Linked DNA regions of Mus musculus: region 2 is linked to region 1. The links are chromatin contacts, called in public HiChIP or PLAC-seq maps. All regions are on one chromosome and are shown on one strand. Each heading gives the region's core, a stretch centred on a gene start, on an enhancer-like site or on the middle of the called end of the contact. The rest is flanking DNA. Distances are from core to core; before and after follow the strand shown.

Evidence for each region. HiChIP or PLAC-seq counts read pairs in DNA pulled down with a chosen protein or histone mark.
Region 2: a contact with region 1 is called in an H3K27ac HiChIP or PLAC-seq map of the HPC-7 cell line, with 5 times the contacts expected there. The contact joins two enhancer-like sites. A contact is called at or near these places in 2 of 484 Hi-C or Micro-C datasets (CD4 T cells and liver), 3 of 115 datasets of contacts at active chromatin or transcription factors (the HPC-7 cell line, embryonic forebrain and embryonic stem cells) and 3 of 9 other capture datasets (adipose tissue, liver and pancreatic islet).

Annotation. Positions count from the first base shown.
Region 1 is chr13:37,757,017-37,762,157 of GRCm38.p6, forward strand. It overlaps Gm31600 (a long non-coding RNA gene), which reads left to right and starts at 4,547. Exons shown (of 3, transcript XR_382211.4): 1 at 4,547-5,056. Within about 2 kb of position 1,380, at least 1 of the 459 cell types and tissues checked has an H3K27ac peak or open chromatin away from gene starts, as enhancers often do. A contact at or near this core is called in the HPC-7 cell line, where this site is marked.
Region 2 is chr13:37,851,710-37,856,941 of GRCm38.p6, forward strand. It overlaps a transcript of Rreb1 not described here. Among named protein-coding and RNA genes, the nearest start is that of Rreb1, 35 kb to the right of the region's middle. Within about 2 kb of position 3,497, at least 230 of the 459 cell types and tissues checked have an H3K27ac peak or open chromatin away from gene starts, as enhancers often do. A contact at or near this core is called in the HPC-7 cell line, where this site is marked.

The sequences.
Region 1 (5,141 bases), core at 130-2,629:
TCATCAATGAGAAAAGTAGGTAGAAGAAGGTAGTATTAATTGTTTGAGAAGAATGTGGAAAGTAACCAGAAATAATATTCTAAGTGTTATTTAAAAGATAAGCAGAAATGGCTGGGTAGTGGTGATGCACGACTTTAATTCTAGCACTCAGGAGGCAGAGGAAGATGGATTTCTTGAGTTTGAGAACAGCCTGGTCTACAGAGTGAGTTTTCGGACAGCTAGGGCTACGAGAGAAATATGTCTCAAAAGAGAGAGAGATTGGGTTGGGGAGCAAAATTGACAAGGTGAATTGACCAGGTGAAAGAAGACTGATACAGAGTAAAGACAATAGAGGTACAATGTAGCATTTGAAATTGGAGACTTGTCAGTACCACAGCAAATGCTAGGGCCAGGCCATTCAGGGTCTTACAAGCCAAGCTTCAGTGTTGACCCTAACTTAAGAACAAAAGCAACCACCGAAGTCGCAGCCTGAGACTTGCTTGGGTTATCAGGACTTTACACAGGGAAGCGATAAACTAAGGAATGGAAGTGGAGTGTAAAAAGATCTAAGTCATGAGCCAGGCCTGGTAACTCAAACCTGACTGCCTACCACTCCAGAAGATGTAGCAGGAGGGCTGACAAGAATTCTAGCCTGGGCTACATATTAAGTTCCGGTCCAGGATCACATACACAACAACAAATACATACAATTCATTTTGAAAGAGGACTTACACAAATAGTGTCATGGAGAGCGAGAACAGAAACAATCAAAGAGGATGGCAATGGCCCCTGGCTTGGGCAGACAGATGGTTCATGGGAAGTACCCTTCACAGGTAGAGAAAACAAAAGGATGTGAGGTGGATAGAGTGTGTTACATGACGTGTGTTATTTATTTATGGCTTTTTGAAACAAGTAGCATAGGTTACTTTCAAACTTGTGGTCCTCTTCCCTCAGTCTCCTGAGTGGGGGGATGACAGGCATGCACTGGCCCTCTCCAAGTGGGTATTAGTTCTTTGGATCATTTGAGTTGAAGTTTCTGTATGCTACATGGAGTAGAAGGTTTAATCTTCCAAAACTGAAAGGGAAGGTGTAGTCTACAGAGAGAGACATGGAAGCCATTGCAAGCACAGGGAGCTCCCATTTGAAGCCTTGGCAATAAATGTGATCTTTGAAAATGAGAGTTTCCTGGGACTAGAGAATATGTGTATGCAACCATCCTTTCTGGTTACTTTATTAGATTCTTATATCTACCTCCCAACCCTTCCAACCCCTCCTCCCCCCAACAGAAGAGAAAGATGATTAGAGGGAAAGGGGGCCATAGACCTCTTTAGACTACTTCCTGCTGATTAGGAGCATTGAGTTCCTTGTGGCAAGTCCAGTCTTCATTGTCAGGATATCCAATTTCTTCTTCTCGTCTCTTTACTCAGGATTTCCTGACAAACCACGACAACAGGAGCTACCAGCAGCTCAGGGAGCAGCAGCCTCAGCAGCCTCTCAGGGTGCTGTCATTTTAAAACCCTGTCAAGAGTCCCCCAGAATTCCAAACACAAACTATCTTCAGCCGGCAGAATCACACCCCTGCCAGAGCACAAGGCAAATCATAGTCAGCTGCTGTGGACAATCTGAAGTAGTGCCATATCCCACACCTAGGACTGAAACAAAAGCACACTCATGTAACATAATGGGGCTTTTAAAGAAACCAAAACTCTCATTACATGTGTGTCTTTGGAGAACGCTGCTCCAGGAGAAACAAGCAAAACATGACTCAAACAATACTAAGAAAACAATATATTAAGAAAACGAGAAAGCCAGGGATGGAGAGATGGCTCAGCAGTTAAGAGTATGTACTGCTCTTGGAGATGACCCCAGTTCAGGTCTCAGTACCCATGTCAGATAGCCCACAACCAATGACCCTGTAACTCCAGCTCCAGGGGACTGACACTGGACATGCTGGTCTCCACACACACCTGTACCCATACCCCTCCACATGTACATAATGAAAATTAACATCAACACCGAGAAACTAAGAGAATGGGTTCATTCAAAAGATGATAACCAGCAGCAAAGGATGCTGAGAACTCAGTAACTATGACTTGCCCTTTAAATATAGCAACAGAGACATTGCCCAAGACCTTGGCAAACATATTGATCTCTGGGATGCCCACTTGGAGCTGACAGAGCCATCTTAATAGTTTTAGATATATTTGAAAGAATTTTCCCTTTTATGAGTAGAAACTTAGTCACTGGTATCAAAGCACATGTGCACACACACATGTCTCAATCTCTTTGTAAATAGGTGTCCCTCGTGGAATCAGCAGAATAGTCCAAAGCTTCCCTTAAGTGCATGAAAGAACCCACAGATCCAGCCCAGAGCCAAGGTCACCTGGAAAACATTGGGTGATTACCCCTGAAGGCTGAGGAAGCAAAACAGGCATCCATAACATCTTCTAAGCACAACTAGCTCCACCCCGTGTCCTTCTAGAACTGGAGAAACAAATCCATTTTCAGGGAAACATGAGAGGATTTATTTCTAGGACTTTCCCTAGCACAGTCCAACGCCATCCAAAAGGGCGGCTCCCTTTGCTGCAGAGCCTTGGTGGCCAAGTCTGAAGAAGCAGCTGTGCTTCCTCAGGGCTCCATCCCTTCGTCTGTCAAAAGAAGTGAAAATGTAAGTCCTGCAAGAGTGGACTAAAGTCCACACTGATTGCCCTGGTGCCTGGCACATAGGAAGATAGGGGAATACTTTTGTTCTTATTAGACAATCTTATACTTTGAACATTGTGATATAGTTATCGTTGGACATCTTTCTCTTTTTCCTACAAAGTGTGAGCCTGTGGCGGCCTCCCCATCACCACCTGCACACACCCTGCTCTGGGAGCGCAGCGGCTGAGACACTATTCTTACCGCACACACCAGATCTAGTGCTTTCTGGTGCACCAAACACGCTTTGGGATGAGTCAGTAAGATCCAAGGGTATCTACCAAAATGTACTTTACCAAAGTTAAAAAAAAAAAAAAAAAAAAAAAGTGTTGCTTCCAGGAGTGGAAAATATCATGTGTGGGGAGTCAGAAAAAGCTGGTCAGGAAGTAAAGAGCACCTGAAGTTTGCCCAGTACTCTGTCGGAAAGACCTGGTGTTCCACTCTGAACCAGCCTGAGAGTAAGTCCAGTAACAGAGCAGCCTGGCCACACAGCAGGGGGAAAAGATAACAGCCCTGTGGGTTTGTTGGCTCTTTTATCCTTCCAGGGGAACTCCCTTTGCAGGCAACCGAAGAGAGAAGGCAGTTTTTAAAGAATGCATATCTCTTGTAAATGTCACAGACAACCTTTCTATCGAGATTCATCCATCTTGGACTAGAGGTGGTGAAGGTTCTGGGGACCAGTGACAATTTGGGTACACCAGCAACAAAAACCCAGACATAATCCAGCAAAGCCCAGCAAATTGCATGTCATTTCAAAAACAGAGGGAGACAAAGCAGAGGCCAGTCCCAAACCCAAGAGGAAGAGAAGTGTTCATCCTAGCCAAACAATAAAGTCAACACTTTGAAAGGGAGAAGAAGAAGAGGAAAAAAAAAAAAAAAAGCCAGCACAAAGGGGCAACCTAAATACGTTAAACAGCACAAAGAGCTGTGACCAAGAAGTTTGTGGCTGTCATCTATATCACCTAACAGACCCTGGGACACAGCTTTGTAAGCTGCCGGCTTTGGGGATGAGCGAAGAGAAATTATAAACTCCAATCTCCCAAAAGCAAAACTTCACATAAGAAACTTGACATAAGAAACGCACCAAGGAAAAGAAGAAGAAAGAGGAGGGAAGTCAGGGAATGAAGAGTCAGCCAGATGACCACACACACACACACACACACACACACACTCCCCGGACCTCAAATAGTATTTCTTCAGACCTATGCTAGGGAGAAAACCATAAAGATGCAATCTTTTATGTAAGAAAGTTATGTTGGTTATATAAAAAAAAAATCATAAATGTGATTTAGGTGTTCCCTGTATCTCTAGGGGAATTCCATTTTCATCCTTCATGATTTGCTAAGAAACTGAGGTACAAAGAAACGAAGGAAATCACTGGAAGTATGGCAGTGTGAGTCAACAACTCCATCAGGAAGCTGGGGCTGCGTCGCCTCACTTCCTGGTTTCCTCTATAAATATTAGCATACACTGCCTTCCTCTCAGAAGAGTCTCAGAGGTGGCAGCTGTGTAGCTTAAGAAAGGTGACTTTCCAGCGGGGAAGGTAGAGATTTGAACTATACGGGGTGGGACAAGATATCCTGACATCAGGCCTGCGGATCAGCAGAAACCGGGATATCACCCCAGATGGGTCTTTCCCCTTCTTACGTCTGGAAAACCCATCTAAGCTGACTCTCTAACATCCTTTCTTAGAGGAGTGTCCTCCACGCTCCCCGCCCAGCTCCCAGTTCTCAGGCAGTGGCTGCACAAATTAGCAGCCTTTCTTTGTCCCCAAAGCCCCAGAACTCAATTGTGCTCCAGTGCGTGCCAAAAGCTCTCAGAGTGTGCCGTGCATTGTAATAAAGCTGGCACGTGCTCTCGCAAAGGATTTTGTTCTGCTTAAACGGCCCCCCAGAACATTTGTTTGGTCACCCGTCCCTCTAAAGCAAAATAAGGGAAAGAAAGGAAAGAAAAGGCTGAAAACTGCTCGTTTGACGCCTCCAAAAGCTCGAGTGGAAGTTTAACTAACTTCAAGGGAAAGCCTGAGAACACTGCATCCCCAGTCGTTTGAGGACTTTATACCTCGCAAGGCACCAGAGCTGGATTCTAGAGCAAAGGGCAGCAGCGCTCATTCTAGAGGTTATATCATAGATGGTGTAACATTACCTTCTGCCCACTGGGATCTTATCAACCCTCTGTTCCTGGTCTATTTTGAGACCCATCTGAGCCTGCTACCTGGGACATGGGTAGTGTTAACAAATCAACGTCCTGCTGACAAGAGGTGAACGGAGTCTCATCTGGAAAGAACAGGGCAAGAGATCAGTAGGCAGTTGGATTTATGCTTCAGAGCATTGCTTCTTTGCATGAAACTTAGAGGTGCCTTGTTAAACACTTAGAGGTAAGTTGTAATGTGTAACTGGGACCCAAATCAGCCACGTTAGTAGGGAAAAATACAGATGAATTTTGTTACTTAGATTTCTTTG
Region 2 (5,232 bases), core at 2,247-4,746, 97 kb after region 1:
AGGAGAGTCTTTATATACATGCAGACCAATAGTACTTACATGTGAATATACTTAGCTGGTAGATAACTTACTGAAGAGATAATTAAGTGGCCCCCTTGAAACAGTTCCCCAGAGGCTCCTGCCCAGAGACAGTTCCTGTGTATGAATCACGCTAAGGACTAACGTCAGGAGAAATAGCCATGAGGTCAGCTCTGAACTGTAAATGGGATCCCTCAACTCAGCCTAGGAATGGCCTCGGAGTGGTGCGCAGCTGAGGGCCATTCTCTGAGAAGTTAGGGGGATGGGTTCTGTTCACACAGGTGGGTCAGGAGAGTGACATTCCCTGAGCAATGTCCAGGACAGCCCTTAGATCACAGTCCTTCAGAACAAAGAATTGAGTCAGGGGAGTGAATTCAATCTGCCAGGTTGTCCAAGCATCCTTGCCTACCTTCATTCCTCCAAAAGGCCCTTTTAATTATCCACCATGGTCTGTTAACATGAACCCTGGGCTTGTGAGTTAGGAGCCCTTAACCCAAATTCATCTGCCTTAATTATGTTTAGCTTTAGTTTTTCTCATCCCTGAAGTGGACAGACTATATATCTTGAACCATATTGTTAGGCAACAAAACGATGCCCCTCACCACTCCTCCCCCGCCCCCACCTCACCCCCTGTCTAACAGTGCATATTAATCTGTGGGAGGAGAGAAATCATTATCTTTTCACATAAAGGAAAAGTGCCAGTTGCTTTAAGGTAGAGGAACAGAAGGAAGGAGCCCGTCCTTAGGAACCTCATCTCCACTCTCCTCTGGTTGTATTTTCCTCTTTTTACAATGGGATGCCTTCTGTCCTCACCATTGAGGGCCAAGTTACTGCGCTGATGAACTCGCCAAGGCGCAGGTAGAGGTGACGGCCATCTCAGGGAAATGTCCTTTGCTATCTGTAGGAAGACTATATTACATGGGCCCTATTCCACCATGTCCTATTTTCTAAGAGTCTGGGCCGGAAGCAGGTATGCTGTTTACATTTTAGGCGGGTCTGTATGTGCTCCAAAACATTTAATGTGTCTCTATTTCAAGCCTTTATAATCTTTCCATGTTGTTCTCGGAACTTTAGGTGGCAGCTTAGCAAAGTAAAATTGACAGTAAGAACTTATCAGATGAGCCTGAGAAAGTACCGGGTCCAGAAATGGTCAAATCCAGGCAGGGATAATTGGGGGAAGTGGATCTTGTAAAGGAGGTAGGTAGCAGGTGACCTGAGGGTCTGCCAGACCTCAGTTGAAGAACTTGTGACCGCCTACACAGTGCACCTGTGCTGGTAAACTCAGCTGTGAGGAAGGCTCCTCTGCCCAACTAGAGGCCTAGTCACTAGGGTGCACAGTGACCTCATGAAGGTCTCATGGGGAAACCCTCCAAACTTAGTTTAGAAATTCCAGAGCAAGTTTGGTTCTGGCTGAGGTTCAAGTGGGAGGGTATCTCCACAGCAGGACCTCCATCGCCTTTGTAGGTATAATTACAGTTGTTTTTTTTTTAAGATAGAAATGGGTTGTGATTGATATCTTAGGGTTTTAGTTTGTTTTGAAGTCTTAAACACCTAGGAATTCCTCTCCCCACCCCCTCCAGTAGCTTACTTTGGGTCTCAGTGATTAGAAATAGGCACATTGTTTGTAAGAGAGAAGTTATTGGAGAAAGGGGTTATGGAAACACACACACACACACACACACACACACACACACAAGCTTGAACAGGCCTACTTTCTTGAGAAGAAAGTGGTTTTTTTTTTTTAGGTGTAACAGATCATAAAATAAATAACATTCTCTAAAGACACGAATCTATAAACAAAGCATAAATATCTTTATTTAAAATGGATTAAGTTCTGAAGCCTAATGGCTTTGTTGTAGTACCATGTGGCTTGTTCAGGTCTGTCACTAAACGTGTGTTGCCCTCAGAATTACATTAGAAAGCAGGCATGCACTGGCTCACAGATTCTTAAGTGCAGTGCGGTGGTAGTGAAACAGAAACTAGATACAGATACTGAGGAGGCTAAAAAGATGAGGTCGCCACACACCTGGTCCTTTCCCTTCCCTTCTTCCCTTCCCTTCTTCCCTTCCCTTTCCTTCCCTTCCTCCCTTCCCTCCCCTTCCCTCCCCTCCCCTTCCCTCCCCTTCCCTCCCCTCCCCTCCCCTCCCCTCCCCTCCCCTCCCCCCTCTCCCCTCCCCCTTCCCCTCCCCTCCCTTCCCCTCCCCTCCCCTCCCCTCCAAGTCTGCTCTTTTGAGATGTTCTTGCAGAAGATGGAGGAAGCTCTGCCCTTAGGGTCATCTTTCCTGGATCTGGAGATGGGAGTGGCTGGGTACTGAGACTCCTTCCCCAACTGTGCTCAGCTGACCCTTTGCTTTATAGGCTGTCTGGAGGTGGGCAGTCCTGCCTGTCCCCAGGCTTTCCCAGAAGGGCTGGGAGGAGCCGGAGGAACAAGGAGAATGTTCTGCTCGCCTAGACACTTCCTCCCCACCCCCCGGGGTGCCGGGAGGACCTGGGTAGGGAGTTGGAATCCAAGGAGCCGGGCTGAAGGGTCTGAAGGCTGTAACTGCCGCTGTCTGTGCGGTCCAGAAGTTGCTTGGCTCTTGGTTCTGCACGGTAACTCGAGTAGGGTGCGCGTGCACGTGTGTTTAGATGCCCCAATGCATAGGCAAGTAAAACTTACGAAGCCAAATGCCGAGGGTTTGGTTGGTTTTTTTCTAAGGAATTGAAACTGGCTTTTCTGGCCCAACAATGGAGTCAGCTGCTCAAATTACTTCAGGTAGTCCTCGTCGTGGTAAAAATGACTGTGGGAAGATGCAGTTGTAAAGTGTGGTTCTGAAGCCCCCCCCCCTCTTGTGCCTTTTTTTTTTTTTTCTTTTTCTTTTTCTTTGCAGTGCTGGAAGAAGAGGATTGGAGAAGTCACTTGGCCCTGGCCTGACTCCTCCTCTTCCTCTCTCTGCCCAGAGCTGAAGCCACTGTGCTCAGGGTGACTGCCTGGTGCTCAGTGCTGTGGCCTATTTTAAAGTATCTTTAAGTTGTCGGCATGTCAGTCATTACATCCAGGGTTCCTTTTCGTTTTCGAGGGCACCCTGTCTAACCGTTTAGCCAACCCACCCCACCCCTTTTCCTTGTGCCTCCAGTCGGGGAGGGTGGTCATGTTAACTGATCGACTGGCTTCAGAAAAAGCGTTCATTAATTAGCGTTTTACATCCCAGTCAGTCAGAAGGCATTCGCACATTTGTATGAAAGGATGTCGAAGATCCAAATCTTTGAGGAGAAATACATGGGAAGGAAAAAAAAAACTGCATACACACAAAACCTGGCACTCTTTCCAGTTTAAGCTTCGTGCTGGTCCCTGTTGAGTGGGTATTTGTCCCTTAGTCTGGAGGTGATAGAAAATGCCAGTTACTGTGGTATTTAACTGACACCAAACTGCTGTCCAAATACTTCAGTTAGACCGAGGCTTCTTTCTTAATTGGTGGGAAGGAAAACCCACCCAGGAAAAGGAGGAACCTGCACTTTCATTGGACATTTAAAACATTTCAGGCTGGAGAGTCTGAAGAGCACACGACAGTGTTTCATTTTAATTCACAGCTCATTTGTGATTTAAAAAAAAAAAAGTAGTCAAATCTCTCCTAAAACTTGAGCCAGTCAAATGGTTCATTTATGTAAGGGTTCAGCAACTGAAAGCTCTGTACTCTCCCAAGGTCAAAAAAGTAATTATTGCTATCGAAAATTTTTCTGGAACTGGGGTATTTTAGGTCACTATAGGAAGGTTTACTAATACTAGAAATTACATAAGCCAGTTAAGGCACATTTGAAAAACGATTATGTTGGCATATTGAAGACTAATAAGATGCCTTGGTAGGAATAATTAGATGAAACATGGTTTTTTTTTTTTTTTTCCTCCCCTTAAGCAACTTCCTTGTTTTCTGGAGGGTGAGCCTCAGTAACAAGATGTGCTTTATATTTCTTACAGGTATCTAAAACAATTCTAAAGATAATGAAAAGTTTTTATTTTTGTCTCTTGTTTTTTTTTAAACTTTAAATCTCAGTTTCTGTATGGTGTCTAATCAAAGGCTCACATGATAGTGAGCACTTGAATTTTAGTAATGAACTACTTTTTGGTGCATTGAATGAATTTAATATGTTAATACTCCTGTAAGGCCCAGAACTGCCTGGCTGCCCCTTGCCCTGCCTGCCTGGTACTGGCTGAAAAGGTACCATTGTTTGTTCTACAAACACTGGGTGATGTTGGTTTCCAAGGTGACTGATTCTATTGCTGCTCTTTAAGCAAGGGGGATGGGGAAGAGAGAAAGTAACACCTGAGAGCATCCTATTTGTGACAGTCCATGTGTGTTAGATGTGTGTATATTGACATTTTATATTAACTGAGGTTATTTGAGAAAAGGGATTATGTAGAAATACAGTGTCAATTAACAGCAAGTTCAGATTTAATATGATATATAGTAAATATGATGGATGTTAAGGGATGCTAGAATAAAATCTACTTAGGCTGAAATAAACTGTTAACCTTGGACGATTAAAGAGCTAAGTGAGAGATATTTTAGACCATAACTTGAAATATTTTTCTTAACCTTTTCAGTTATAATAACCCAATTTACAAAAACTGTTCAGATAAATACTTAGCAGTATCATTAAAATTGGTTATTGATAAAGTATACAAGTCTTCAGAAAAATGAGAGTCCATGAAACATACATTTCTGGTTTGAGTTTTGTTATTTTTTTTTTTTTTTTCTGACAACCCTGTAAGATCGTGGAGGTGCATTTCTACCAGAAAACTTCCAGAGGCAACAAAATGGACCCAGAGCATTTATTCATGGCTGATAGATAATTGACATAATTCATCAGTTTGGACGTTTGTACTTTCTCACTGAGAAATTTCAGGTTCAAAACTTACAGAAGAATTTTCTTCCAGCCACCACCCCCCCGCACCCCCACCCAGTGCATGGATGCAGTTAACAGAACTTTGCCTTTTTACTCCCTATCTGGTTTAGTACAGTTCATGCTCAGGTTTCAATAAACATTAACCACTTTTATCAGAGCTTGCAGTGTGCTGAATGGTTAGTAAAGAGAGTGTACTGCAGGAGACAGATGAAAATGAGAGTCCAAGGTCAGAAGGCTGGTGGATTTTTTTTTTTTTTTTTTTGATTATTGAGAATTTAGGGAAAAAGCAAAGTCATTATGAGGCCTACTGGGAAACTAGCTCTTCTGCCC